Regions from separate parts of the Sus scrofa genome. Here region 2 is linked to region 1. Evidence: chromatin contacts called from public HiChIP or PLAC-seq data. All regions are on one chromosome and are shown on one strand. Each heading gives the region's core, a stretch centred on a gene start, on an enhancer-like site or on the middle of the called end of the contact. The rest is flanking DNA. Distances are from core to core; before and after follow the strand shown.

What was found. HiChIP or PLAC-seq counts read pairs in DNA pulled down with a chosen protein or histone mark.
Region 2: an H3K27ac HiChIP or PLAC-seq map of skeletal muscle shows a contact between it and region 1. The contact joins two enhancer-like sites. A contact is called at or near these places in 2 of 2 datasets of contacts at active chromatin or transcription factors (alveolar macrophages and skeletal muscle).

Annotation. Positions count from the first base shown.
Region 1 is chr17:51,784,558-51,791,341 of Sscrofa11.1, reverse strand. All of the region lies in intron 1 of LOC110257431 (a long non-coding RNA gene), which reads right to left. Among named protein-coding and RNA genes, the nearest start is that of CEBPB, 65 kb to the right of the region's middle. Within about 2 kb of position 3,196, at least 6 of the 83 cell types and tissues checked have an H3K27ac peak or open chromatin away from gene starts, as enhancers often do. A contact at or near this core is called in skeletal muscle, where this site is marked.
Region 2 is chr17:51,920,686-51,927,569 of Sscrofa11.1, reverse strand. It overlaps LOC110257431 (a long non-coding RNA gene), which reads right to left. Exons shown (of 2, transcript XR_002340007.1): 2 at 1-36. LOC102164965 (a long non-coding RNA gene) reads left to right here. Exons shown (of 2, transcript XR_002339849.1): 2 at 1-1,061. Among named protein-coding and RNA genes, the nearest start is that of PTPN1, 93 kb to the left of the region's middle. Within about 2 kb of position 3,234, at least 29 of the 83 cell types and tissues checked have an H3K27ac peak or open chromatin away from gene starts, as enhancers often do. A contact at or near this core is called in skeletal muscle, where this site is marked.

The DNA of each region.
Region 1 (6,784 bases), core at 1,947-4,446:
AAATAAACACAGCAAAATGCTTAAGATTTGACAAAGCCAGGTAATGAGGACCTGAGGCTCATTTTACTGGGCCGTTGAAATATTTTCTAGGAAAGAACAAGACAGCAGAGAGAAAGCAAGCTCAGCAGCCAGGAAGCCCAGCCTCTCTGGGATCCTGGGTGCACGCCCTAAGGTCAGTGGAGGTCACAGGGTCCACACTCACCCACTTCTCTCTCCCTCTGGGCCCCTTCCCACTTTCAACTTGGCTTGCACCTCCCTGCAGGAAATGGGAACCATATGTGGAGATCACTGCAGAGGGGCCCCCAAGCAGGTCCACTGCGCCCCTCACAGGGAAGGGTCTGGCTCCCACCCACGGTCCCAGCCAGGGGTGGCAGCACTGAGGAAATCTGGCTCCAATGAAACGTGGCAATTGGGGGTCGGTGGGGACTCTGGAGAACACACTCCTGGGAGTATCCTCTTCTCTTCCTACCTCGGTTTCTCTATCTCATCAGAAAATGTTCAAACCTTTTTGCAGAGAATAGTTTGGGTGTTTTTTGTTTTGTTTTGTTTTAATATCAACATACACAATGGCTCAATCTCTAACTTGTCACACATGCCTAAATGGAATTATTTTGTGTGCACTCTTTCGCCTTGGCGTCCGGCCTTTTTTTTTTTTGCTTTGCTTTTCCTTCTCTGCAAAAGCCTTCTCTCTCCCCATGTTGACAGCTGAGACTGGGTTCTTGCATGAAAATCCTATGTAGACTCTGGCTGGTCAACAGATGTCTTTATCATTTCTTTTACAAATCAGGATCACAGCATATATCCTTCTCAGGATCTTGCTTTTCTCATTCAAGAATACCCACACAAAACAAGAACCTGTGCTCAAGTGTTCATAGCAGCATTATTCATAATTGCCAAAAGGTGAAAACACGTAAATGTCCATCAACAGATGAGTGGATAAACATAATATGGTGTGTCCACACAATAGAACACTATTTGGCCATAAAAAAGGAATGAGGTACTGATACATGCCACATGAACCTCAAAAAAATTATGCTAATTGAAAAGCCAGACACAAAAGGTCACGTATTATATGATTCCATTTATACAAAATGTCCAGAATAGATAAACCCATAGAGACAGAAAGAAGATTAGTGGTTGCCAGAATCTGAGAGGAGGCTGGGACGAGGAGTAATTTGTTTGGGGAGTTCCCCTCGTGGCTCAATGGTTAACAAATTGACTAGTATCCATGAGGACAGAGGTTCAATCCCTGGCCTTGCTCAGTGGGTTAAGGATCTGGCGTTGCCGTGAGCTGTGGTGTAGGTCACAGACACAGCTCGGATCCGGCGTTGCTGTGGCTATGGTGTAGGCCGGCAGCTGTAGCTCCAATTCAACCCCTAGCCTGGGAACCTCCATATGCTGTGGATACAGCCCTAAAAAGCAAAAACAAAAACAAAACAAACCAAAAAAAGGAGTGACTTGTTTGGGTAGGGGTCTCTTTTAGAGTGATAAAAATGTTTTGGAACTATACAGACATGATGGTTGCACAACATAATGAATGTACTAAATGTCACTGAATTGTATACTTTAAAATTGTTAATTAATTAATGATTAAATGATTACTTTTGTTTTGTGAATTCCATCTTAATTTTTAAACTATAAAAAATATGAATGTATATATTCCTCCCTTTTAGAACAAAGGTAAATACTACATACGCTGTATTTTCCCTTGAATTGTTTAAGTTAAAAATCAACCCTAGGGGAATAAATATCTGTGTAATTAAGAACGTTTAAAAACCAACAAAAAAGACTGACCACACAAGGTGCCTGGGAAAACCATGAGCCATTCTTTTTAACAGCTGCATAATAGTCCACAGAGTGGCCAGAGCAGAATGGAGTCACCCATTTCCCCAAAATGATGAATGATGAGTTTTTTATTTTGGTTCTTCCCCATCCCCCTTTTTTACACACAGGATTTTATTTCACCCTTGCTCCAATTCCAAATATTCTCTCATGTTTCAGGTAAGAAAACTTAGGCCTAGAAAGAAGAAATTCAGAAAGTGACTGAGCCAGAACTCCAAATCAGGCCCTTGTGACCCCAAAGCCATGTAGCCCAGGCTCACTCCTTGCTGGCAATACAGCAGGGAACTATACTGACCAAGGGACCTGCCATTGTAGTGGGGGAGACAGATGAGAAACGAGATGAATCAGTAACATGTGTGGCCTACTCCCAGGTCTCAAGGTTATAGGAAGAACTAAAGGAGGGACGGGGAGAAGGGGTACTGAGGAGGTTAAAATTTTAAGTAGGGCAGTCAGGGAAGCTCTCACAGAAGGTAACATCTGGTCAAAGACATGAAAGTGGTGAGGGAATACCACTTGAGTCTTTCATCCATTTTTGGGGAACAGTATCCAGAGCAGAGGGAACAGCAAGTGCTAAGTCTTGGAGGCAAGGAGCTGGGTGCTACTGGGGCATGAAGGAAAAGAGGCAAGGTCAGGCCATGGAGAGCTTGTAGTCCAACTGAGGAGAGCTGGGCTTTATTGTGAGAATAATGGGGAGTCATGCAAGAGTTTATAGCAAGGCAAATTGGAGATTAGGTCTGGGGTGGGAAAAGCTCCCTCTGGATTCTCCAGATGGGGCAGCAGGAGCAGGAGAGCCTATCAATGGTGGCTCAGGCCAGGAGGGGTTGTCATGGAGATGGAGATGGAGAAAAGCTATCTGGTGCTGAAGAGCTGGTCCAGGGGCTAGGAAGAGGCCCTGCTCACCTCCCTTCTACCTAGACACCCTTGAATTTAATCACCCTTGGAGGAAGCCAGCTCTCAGCCTCTGCAGAGAAAGTGCCAAGAGAGGAAGGAGAACTTTGCTGACTCATGGGCCTGGGCCTCCCAACTTCCCTTGGGGGGCAGGGGTGGAGGAAGGGGGGAATCTTAGCTCAAATGATGGGATAGGGAGGCTGTGGCAGCTGAGAGCAAATAAATAAAGTAATTACAACTGTGCTAAGTGATGGAAAGTGGTTAACAGGGTGACCTAGCGTATGGGGGTGTCATCAGGGAGGGCTTCATGGAGGAGGCAGTGTTTAAGCCAGAATCAGAACAAGTAGGAGTTTAACTAGACCAAGACAGAAGGAAGAGCGTCCCAAACAGATGGAACAGCACCTGCCAAGGCCCTGAGACTGGAAGCAGCCTAATGAGTTCAAGATTCTAGACGGGAGGCCTGGCTGGGTAAAAAGAGCCCTGTGTGGCGAGCCCAGGATAGATAGTGACCTAAGCCAGGGAACACACCCAGCCTGGTCCCTCTCATGGTCAACTCCTGGCAAAAGATTGCTCCGGCTGCCATAGAGGCTGCACTGGTGAAGATCCCCCCATCCATAAACTTCTCTGAGCATCACCACAAGCCAATAAAATAATAGGCAGGTTTGGAAGAGAAATAAAGGAGGTCCCAGAAATTGTAAGGAAGATGGGGCCCAGAGAGATTATTGACTTTGACAAGTCACACAACGAAAAGGTTGCTAAGAGCTTCCACGCCCAGCTCCAGCCTCCCTGGGTCCATCCCTGCTCCTCACTGGACCACAGAACAGCTCAACCTTGTCACACTTGGAGGGAACCCTTCAGTGGGGCAGATGGCAGAAAAGCCATTTACAGCAGCAGCTGGGCCAGTACCCACAGAGGCTAAGGGAGGGGGAGGATGGAGAGGAGGGACAAGCGGAGACACAGAAAGAGAGACAGAGGACAACGGTAAACAGAGAGGAAGGGGAGGAGAGGAGAGGAGAGGAGAGAGGAGGAAGATAGGAGAGAGACATACAGAGGAAGACAGAGATGAAAACACTTGGAGAGACAGAGAGAGGGGAGAGACAGTGAGAGGGAGGGGCTCAAGACTGAGCCAGACAGAGGAAGACACAGAGACAGAAGGAAACAGAGAGACAGAGAGGTGAACTGAGCAGGGCTGGAGGTCGGGGGGCAGGTGGACTCCAGAACCTCTGAGTCTCAGTGCCTCGAAGTCTGCAACTCTCCACTGTTGGAATTTTAAGAAACTTGCAAAGATTCCAAGGTCTGATTTTAAAGCACCAACGCTCACTCATTTGCCAAACATACATCAGCGCACCTGCTGGATGCTGCATACCAATACTGTTCCAGGAACTGAGATAAAGCCCCCAGACCCAGCCTTCCTGGAGCTGACACCCTGAGGGGACACAGGTATCTTTTTAAAATTTTTTTTAATTACTCAATGAGTTTTATTACATTTATAGTTGTACAACGATCATTACAACCCTATTTTATAGCATTTCCATCCCAGACCCCCAGCCTGTCCCCCAACCCCCCAACCTGTCTCCTTTGGAAACCATAAGTTTTTCAAAGTCTGTGAGTCAGTATCTGTTCTGCAAAGAAGTTCATTGTGTCCTTTTTTTTGATTCCACATGTAAGTGACAGCATATGATGTTGGGGGACACGGGTATCTTCAAGTGAGCAGACCCATGAACATGTTCCTCCAGAGATGAAAGCGTTGGAGAGTGAAGATAGGGAGCCATAAGCAGGTGTCACAGGAGGCCCCACTCCCAGAGGGTGGACAGGGCAGGCTGCTGGGGGCCAGCTGACCCCTTGAGAGAGGGGGAGGAGCAGCCATGGGTATGGGGAGGGTATAGCAGTCAAAGTGCCGGAGCAGGATCCTGCACGGACAGAAAGGAGGCCAGCGTGCTGGAGCCGGTGTGGCAAGGGGGGTTCTGGGGGAGGCGAGCTAGAGTGGTGATGGGGTCTTGTAGGACCTCGCAGAGCCTCTGAACAAGGTGGGACCCTGGGAGGGCTCTGGGCAAGGAAGGGTCATGGTCTGACTTAGTTCTAAGGGGATCCTCTGGCTCCCGTGTGGAGAACCAACTGAGGGGCTCAAGGCAGAAGCAGGGAGGAGGTGACCACCACTGTCAGGGCAGGAGGTGAGGGGGTAGACTAGGCAGCATCTGAGGAGGAGGGAGAGGTGAAGGAGCCCGGGAATGCTGCCCTGGAGACGGTGAGAAGACTGCAGGCAGGACCAGGGCCCTATTTTTTTTTTTTTTTTTTTTTTTGAGATCTCAAGCAAGATTTATTGACCAGCAGAGTGGCCAGGAACAGCGAGCAAGAGGAACTCAGAGTACCCCACCATTGGGAGAGGATCAGGTTTTACAGGCAAGAGGTCATGTGCTGAGTTCTATAGGTCTGGGATGGCAGTTGAGATCATGGTACAAATTTAACTTTCTTTTTGGGGCTGTCTTCATCCTTGGGAAGTCAGCCACTTCACGGGCTTGGTTGTTTCGCCTCTGGAGGTCTGAAGGTAGAGACTGCAGGTCTGTGTCTGGGTGGGTCAATGAGTCACGGGGACTTACTCTTTTGTAGCCTTCATTTTAGTTTCCAACTAAGAGATGCTCCAAAAACACAGGGCAGCTGCTCGCCTCTCTGCCCGCTTCTCCCCAACAGGTGTATTCCTCACTTAAATAAATCTTCAATTTTCTTTCTCAATTTCCATCTTGTTTCTGAATTCTTTCTATGACGAGACGAGAACCTAACCTTCAGGAACACCTTTGTTCGACCTCTGAGCGTTGCTTGGTTGCATTGAGATATTTTAATTCTTTGCAAAGATTTGAGGCCCAGAGTCAGAGGCATGGATCTAGGAGTCTCTGTGAAGCAGCTGAGAGGGTGCAGCGCTAAGGTGAAACTGACAGCATTAACAGCCTGAACCTAGCCAGAACACAGACTGGGACTTGAACCCCTCTTCCTGGATTCGAACCTGGCCTAAACCCAGATTGGGACTTAAACTCACAGTTTTCAATTAGACTCACTCACCCTGTGTCTGGACTCACTGAGGTTCAGGTTCTTCATGACTCCACGCAGAAAGAATTCAGTGAGAGACAAAGTGATAGGCAAGAAGTAGATTTATCAGATAGGATGCTTGTGAGAGATGCAAGCGGGCAGGCGCGAAAGCTCTGCCAGGGCCCTATTTTAAGATCCATCCTCAAGCACTCTGTGAACTCCCTCTTTCTGACACAACAGGCTCTTCCTCCCCCCAACCCCCCACTTACATCACAAACTCCAGACAACTCACACATTCCCAATAGCCCTGAAACAAGACCTCCAGAATATAGGTTCTTCCTTCTGCTAAAGAGTTTACAGATAGAGGAGTTCCCGTCGTGGCTCAGCGGTTAACGAATCTGACTAGCATCTGTGGGGAAGAAGGTTCTACCCACGGCCTCGCTCAGTGGGTTAAGGATCCGGCGTTGCTGTGAGCTGTGGTGTAGGTCGCAGATGTGGCTCGGATCTTGTGTTGCCATGGCTGTGGCGTAGACCAGTGGCTACAGCTCCAACTTGACTCCTAGGCTGGGAACCTCCATATGCCACAGGTGTGGCCCTAAAAAGACCAAAAAAAAAAAAGGAATTCACAAATGGAAAAGAAAAGAAGAGGAGGGGGCAGGATTGGGGAGGAGAAGGAAGAGGCACCTGACCTTGTCACAAACACACACATATCCACTGTACACACTCACCTTAGAAACCCTTAGAAGGATGGGGCAGAAGAAAGGCCCTTCACTGGAGGTGTTAGCTAAGGCTCAGGTGGCAATCAGTTTGTGATATACAAGTGGATCCAATCAACGCATGGATCCCCTTAAATTTATACAGTATCATATATCAATCACTTCCCAGTGAAGCTAGAAAAAGAAAAGAAGAAGAAAGGCCCACCACAGTGGGACAAGGGCTCAAGGGTCCATTGCCTCTTTAGGAAACTTTAGACATGATTCATTCCTACCAGAAATGAGAAGAAATGATAATAATAGCAGTCACTGTTCCTACA
Region 2 (6,884 bases), core at 1,985-4,484, 140 kb before region 1:
ACATCTACGATTGCTCGGTCTCAGGCTTTTCCTGTCCTAGGAGACAGCGGTGATCTGTTGGGGATGGATCAAGGCCCCTTGGCACCCCACCCTTCTGCTGCCGGCACTATCGACCCATTTCACAGCAGTAGAAACTGAGGTCTGTGAGGTAAACAGGCTGCCCAAGGCAAAAGATTTGCAAGTACCTGCACCCCTGAGCTGCGCTTGACCTGAACTCCTGGGACAACCCCACCATTTCCTCTGCCATCAGAGGCAACTGGGTCCTGGCCCTCTCTCACACCCAGCTGCAATTTCCTGCCTCCATATGCCCTGCGCCTGGCTCGGTGCTAGTCTCAGAAATGTTGGTTGTACCAGACAGAATCTACAAGCCCAAAGAGCTATGCTGTCCTTGAATTATCTCTCAGCATCCTTAGCCTTCTTCCTTATCCTCTGCCAGCCAACCAGAAGGAAAAGCAACATGGCCATTGCATCCCTAAGTCCTCCTCTCGCTACCAGGGCGAGAAGCAGGTGACAAGCATAGGCAATGTGAAGGAGGGGACAGAAGCGGGTCTGGAGCCCCAGAGCCCCAGGTTCTCATGCCTTGGCTGTGTAACTTTGGACATGAGTCCTCCCCTCTCTGAGTCTCAGTTTCCTCATCTGTAGAATGGGTACAATCATCACAATGTCCACTCCTTCAGTTGATATGCAGAATAGAGAGAGCATGGGTAGAGCACTAGGCATGGATCAGGTCTCAGAAAATGAGAACCATCCCCGCTAGGTGGGGGTGGGGGTGGTGGCTGAACCCCTCTCTCCCCACCCCAGTCCTTCAAGCCCAGTTTGGCTCTTCTTGGTCAATGGTGAGCTCCTCATGAGACAGTATAGTGGTTATGAGCATGAGCCCTGGGGTCAGCTGCCTGGCGTCAAATCCTGCCTCTGCCACATGTTAGCTGCCTGATCGCAGACTTAAGTGACAGAAGCGCTCTGGGACTTAGTCTCTCCACGCAAGAAGTAGATGTATAATAATCCCCACCTCTTTGAACTGTTGTGATGATCAAATGAATTTACAAATGTAAAGGCTAGGATCCTGCCAGGCACACGATGAGAGCTTATAGAAGTGTTTGCTGCGCCTCGGGGATTGAGGGGGAGAGGGGTCCTGGTGGCTTTTGCATAATTTACAAGGATCTCAGGGCCAGGGATGGAATAGGGGAGCTGGGGACAAATCCTGATCTGAACTGGGGGTGGATTTTCAAAAGCAAGGCCACCATACTGGGAAAAGGGCTTTTCCCCTGAAGGGCTGCACCACATCCGGCCTCCCCGGGAGCCCAGCGTGGTGCTTGAACATCTTTGTAAGGGGGAGCTCCATCCTTCCGGTTGCTCAGCTCAGCCTCAAACCTTGGAGTCATCCCTGAGGTTTGATGTCTGCCACACTGGCTCCAGCAGTGTCCTGTCAACCCTTACAACAGATCTAGAACATGAAACGGTGGCCTTCCCGCTGCCTCCACACCTCCAGTGTCCACCCCTGGGCCTGGTCACCAGCATCTTTGGCCTGGACCATTGCTGTCACCTCCTCCCTGACTGGTCCATTCTCCACACACAGTCAGGGGGGTTCTTTCAGAATCTGGGTCAGAATATGCTGACGTGCTCAGGACCCTCTGTGGTCCCCATCTGTCGCAGCGGAAAGCCTGGGTCTTCCTAGGACGTGCAAGGCCCTCCAAGATCTGGCCCCCTCTCTGCCCTCACTGTCTCCCACGCTGCCCCTCGCTCACAGTGGCCCGGCCACACCAGCTTCCCCATCATCCTCACATGTGCCGGGCACAATCCAGCCTCGGGGCCTTTGCACTTGCCGCTTTCCTCTGCCGGGAAGGCTCTTCCTCAGATATCCCCGTTGCTCAAGCCCTCATCTCTTTCAAGTTTGTCCTCAAATATTTGCTCAGCGAGGCCTGCCCTGGCCCTGCTCCCGCATTAGACCTGTACTTCTCTGAGACACTCCATCTCCCTTTCCTGGTTTATTTTTCTTCTTAGCACTCATGCTAAGGAGACACATCTGAAATACAATATATTCAATCTACCTGTTAACGTGTATCCCCGGCTGCCCCCAACTCCAAAATGTCAGCAGGAGCAGGTTTTGGACATAAGTGGGAGCGGCCTCTTAGCACTTGCTGAGGCCTGGACACTGTTCCAGGGACTCCAGACCCAGCAGAGCGAACCACTGGGTCCCTGACTTCTCTCGACACTTCAGCCTCATGGAATTGAATCCAGCGCCGCCAGGAACCGAGCAGGAAACTTTGAACCAGTGAGGGCATGGCTCCTCGGCCTTAGTTTCCCCATCTGTGAATGGGAAGGCAATCCCTCCCTCCCAAGGCTTTTGTGAGGCTCAATGAGCAAATGTCTCGGAAGCATCTGGCACCCTGTGGGCCCTCCCTTAGAGCTCTGTCCCCGCTGTCCAGCCTCCGTGCTGGCTGTCCCCCAGGGAACTGTCCTGTGAGCGTTATTTTTAACCGTGGCTCCGGCGGGCTGGGCAGCGGCTCTGCAGGCGGAGGGAGACCACAGGACCAGCCACATCCCGGTTCTCCCCTGACTCCGGGAGACTGCGGCGTGGAAACATCAGGGGAGGCCGCCCTGTGTTCATACTCTGCCCCGTAACCCTTTATGTGAAATTATGTCATGTCACCCGATGCTGTTTACAAACTTAGCGCTGACCTTTCTCAAGCAGGGCGCTGGGGGAAGGGGCTACAGCCCAGTCTCCCCACTGCTCCACCTCTACCAGGAATGGTTGGTGGCCCCTCCTGTTAGCCCACATTTCCACGGAGCAAAGTTGGGGGGCTGGCCTCTGGCCAGACTTTGCCCGTTTGTTTTAACAACTCCGAGTGCTCGCAGCTGACCAGCCCTGGGGTATTTTTAAACCCTGGCCTGGGCCAACCTCTTTGTCACATTCTGGTCGGGCTTGGATTGAACACATGTCCCAGTTCGGGTAGCTGAGGCTCGGGAGTCGTTTGACAACAAACATTTAACCAAATTCCAGGACCTGTGAGCCTACTGTGTGCCGGGCTCTATAGCAGGAACAGAAGGCTCAGAGGGCCTAAGTCACAGAGCCTGTCCTCAAGGTGGCCTCAATCCAGAGGGGACACTGTGACACATGCTAGAATGGAGGCTAAGACAGCAATTACAACTCAAATACCTACAGGGCCAGCGGGTTATGTAAATGAATGAAGGGGGCCTGGTGTGTGGCGACTGGGAGGGGTGGGGCCGCGCCGAGCTGGCAAGCTCACGGCCTGTCTGAAGGGGGCGGCCGCTCCTCAGCTCTGACCTCTGTCGTCACAAGGGAATCCAGCCCAGCGTGCCCAGAGCTTCTGAATTTCCAAGAGAAGCTGCAAATCCAGATTTATGTGGAATTTCATGCAAAAGTCTCATGACTTTTAAATGCTGGCAATAAATTTTTTAAAAATGTTAAAAACATCCTGAGAGCCAAATGAAACCCGTTTGTGGGCTGCACTCAGCACAAGGAGTCAAGTTGATGGGGCAAACAGTTTGTGCTTTCTGATGCAAACAGATGCATTATAAAATGTTTGGCAAATACAAGCTGAGCACCTACTATGGGCTCCTTCTACTGTTCCAGAGCCGAAGAAGCAGCAGGAACCAAGATGGACCATATCCCTGTCCTCATCTGCGTGTATCCAGTGATGTGTTGGGGCTGGCTGGTACGAGCTGGCAAATTCTGCAAGCTGGTTTCTACACAGCCATCATTAAAAATTAAATTATTTGATCTTACATTTAAATAAATGATAATACAAATAAAGGTAAGAACTGCGTGAAACTCATCTCTACACTTCGAACTTAGTTTTCTCTGTTCTTGCGATTACTGACGTCTATTGCACTATGGTACATCCCACCACAGCGCACGGCGGAAACAGCGTATGACAACATGACACTGGACACCTCAGCTCCACGTCCAGTGCAGTCGTGCTGTGGGTGCTTGAAATCGGCCATGGTGGGTGTATTTACGCCACAGAAACTGGCAGATGTAATCAGAGCTCCCCGCTTGCCGAGTGCCAAACATTTAGCAGCATATTAGATTAAAACAAATATACGAAAGAAACCTATGTAATAGGTCAGATGTCAGATAATAACAACAACAACAAAGGAACATAAAGTAGGTAGAGGATTAGGTGGCAATAGAGGGGATTATTTTATATGGGCAGGTCATGGAAGTCTTCTCTGAGGAGATGATATTTGAGCAGAGACCTGAATGAAGGGGCAGAATGAACCAGACAGATATCTGGCAGAAGACGCCTCAGGCAAAGGGAATAGCAGGTTTCTGCCTAGGGACAAGAACAAGCTTTCTAGCTCAGCAACAGGGAGGGGGCAAATGTGGCAGGAGCAGAGTGAGGGAGGGAAGTGGGGTAGGGGTGAGTTTGGGGAGGTGGGCAAAGGTCAGGTCATATAAGGTCTCACAGGCCATGGTGAGGAGGCGGATTTTTATTTTAAGAGGAATGGGGAGCTCTAGAGGGTCTAGCAGGTGTCTGACAGGACTTCATTCATCTTTTTTTTTTTTTTTTTTGCCATTTCTTGGGCCCCTCCCGCGGCATATGGAGGTTCCCAGGCTAAGAGTCGAATCAGAGCTGTAGCCGCCGGCCTAGGCCAGAGACACAGCAACGCGGGATCCGAGCCGCATCTGCAACCTACACCACAGCTCACGGCAACGCCGGATCCTTAACCCTCTGAACAAGGCCAGGGATCGAACCCGCAACCTCATGGTTCTTAGTCGGATTCGTTAACCACTGTGCCACGACGGGAACTCCTCATTCATCTTTTAAAAAGGTGCCTCCTACTGCGATGGGTGGAGTGGAGTAAAGGTGCGAGCTGGCAGACTAGGGAGAAGACAACTGTCACAGTCCAAGCAGGTGAGGATGGTGGCTACCTGCCTGACGTGGCGACTAAAAAGGTGGAACGAGAATATGGATTCAGGATGTATTTGGCAGTTGAGTTGACAGGACTTCTGGTGGATGGGATGTGTGGAGTGAGGCAACAGAATCAAATGTGGCTCCTAGGTTTGTCCTGAGCATCTGGGCGAGGGGTGGCACCATTTGCTAAGAAGGGGAGGGGCTGGGATTTTAGAAAGGGAAATAGGAGGTTCTTTTTGGTGACATTTGAGAGGTCTGTGTGACACCCATGTGGAGGTGTCAACTCACCAGTTGGGTATCAGAGTCTTGCCAGTTGGAGCACAAGGTAGCTCTAGAAGCAGTGTTTCTTTGTTGCCATGGCAACCCCAGGCCAGGGGGACCAAACTGCTGGAAGGCTAGGAGGGGGTTCTGGGAAGGCCACACAGAGAAGGAGTTGTGAAGTGTAAGGTGGCTAACGGAGCGATGGCATCCCGGGGGAGGGCAGAGCAGGGACAAAGGCCTTCCCGGGGGAGGGCAGAGCACGGGAAGCACAGCCTTGGTGGAGGATGGCGTGAGAAGTGGTCCAGGGGTGGAAGAGAAGGCTAGAAAGGCAGAAAGGCAGACCTCTCAAAGGGCTGCTTCTTCCCGTGGAAGGAGGCTGGCACGTACCCTCAGGGCACTGGGGAGAAGCAGGTTCAGGACACAAAGATCACCTTAGGAAGGAAACACCGCATCCACTTCTGGCCTTAGGCTGCACAGGTGGAGCAGCCTCCTGCCCTCCCCTTCCCACCAGGCCCCCAGCACCCTGCCTCCAGCAAAATGTCCCTCCAAGTCAGCCCAGAACATCTGCCAGCCCAGCTAGTTTCTTGCAGAACTTTTGCAAAAGAACAAAATAACCTTAAGAAGAGGGGGAAAGGTCAAGGGAATATTCTGGGATTTTTTTTTCTTTTTTCTTTTCTTTTTGGCCGAGTCTACAGCCTGTGGACATTCCCTGGGCCAAAGATCGAAATTGTGCCACCGCAGTGACCCGAGCCACAGCAGCAACGATGCCAGATCTTTAAGCCCCTGAGCCACCAAAGGAATTCCCAAAGGAATGTTCTAGAACCTTTGGTTTATGGATTCTCATCAGGGGGAGGGGCCAGGAGGTCCCTTCCCGAGACTGAGGGATGACTGAGGTGAACACAGCACAGCGGGAACTCAGGTGTTTACAGGACCTTTGTAGCCAATCTCGTAAGTACAGACGTGGGGGACGTGGGGTGTGACCCTGGGGTTCAGGGCCTGCCCTGTCCCCTGTCCTTCAGATCTGAGTTCAAAGACAAGTTTTTCTGCTTCATATTTGCAGTGTGATCTTGAGCAAGTCTTATCTTCCTGAGCCTCAATTTCCTTATCTGTTCAAAGGGATAACAGTGGCACCTGTAACAGTGTCTCTCCCCAGCCTCCTGGAATTGTTGGGGGATGAAAAGAGATAAAACAGATCAATCATTGAGCCCAGAGCCTAGCTCGTGCCCAAACTCTCGGTCAGTGTCAGCTGTCAATCATTATTTGCAAAGTTACTATAAATTACTGAGCACTCCTGTATGCCAGGCTGGGCGGTATACATCCTCTCTACTTTAAGCCTCATTTCTCCCTGTGAGGGACGGTTATTATTGACTCCATTTTAAACACAGAGAAACTGAGCCTCTGAGAGCTGACTTGGTTTTCCAAAGGTAAAGTTGTCATACAGGAACACAGATGGGCTTTGAACCTGCGTCTGACCTCATTCTTGTATTGTTTCTGGGTTCTGCCTCCTGTGAATCGAATCAGGCTCCAGGGTTTGAGGAAACAGTCACCCACATGACCGCCAGTATCTCTGCACTCCAGGAGGGACGCCTGCCTTTCCTGGAGCCAGCCAGCTCAGGATACACCCTGGGCCTGGGGTGTGGACAGGCCACGGGTGATGGCTGCCCCGCTGCAGTGCAGGGCGGAGAGGAGCAGAGCCACCCTCAGCCCTTCTGCGGCCTTCCTCTTGAATCAGGAGTCCAGCTG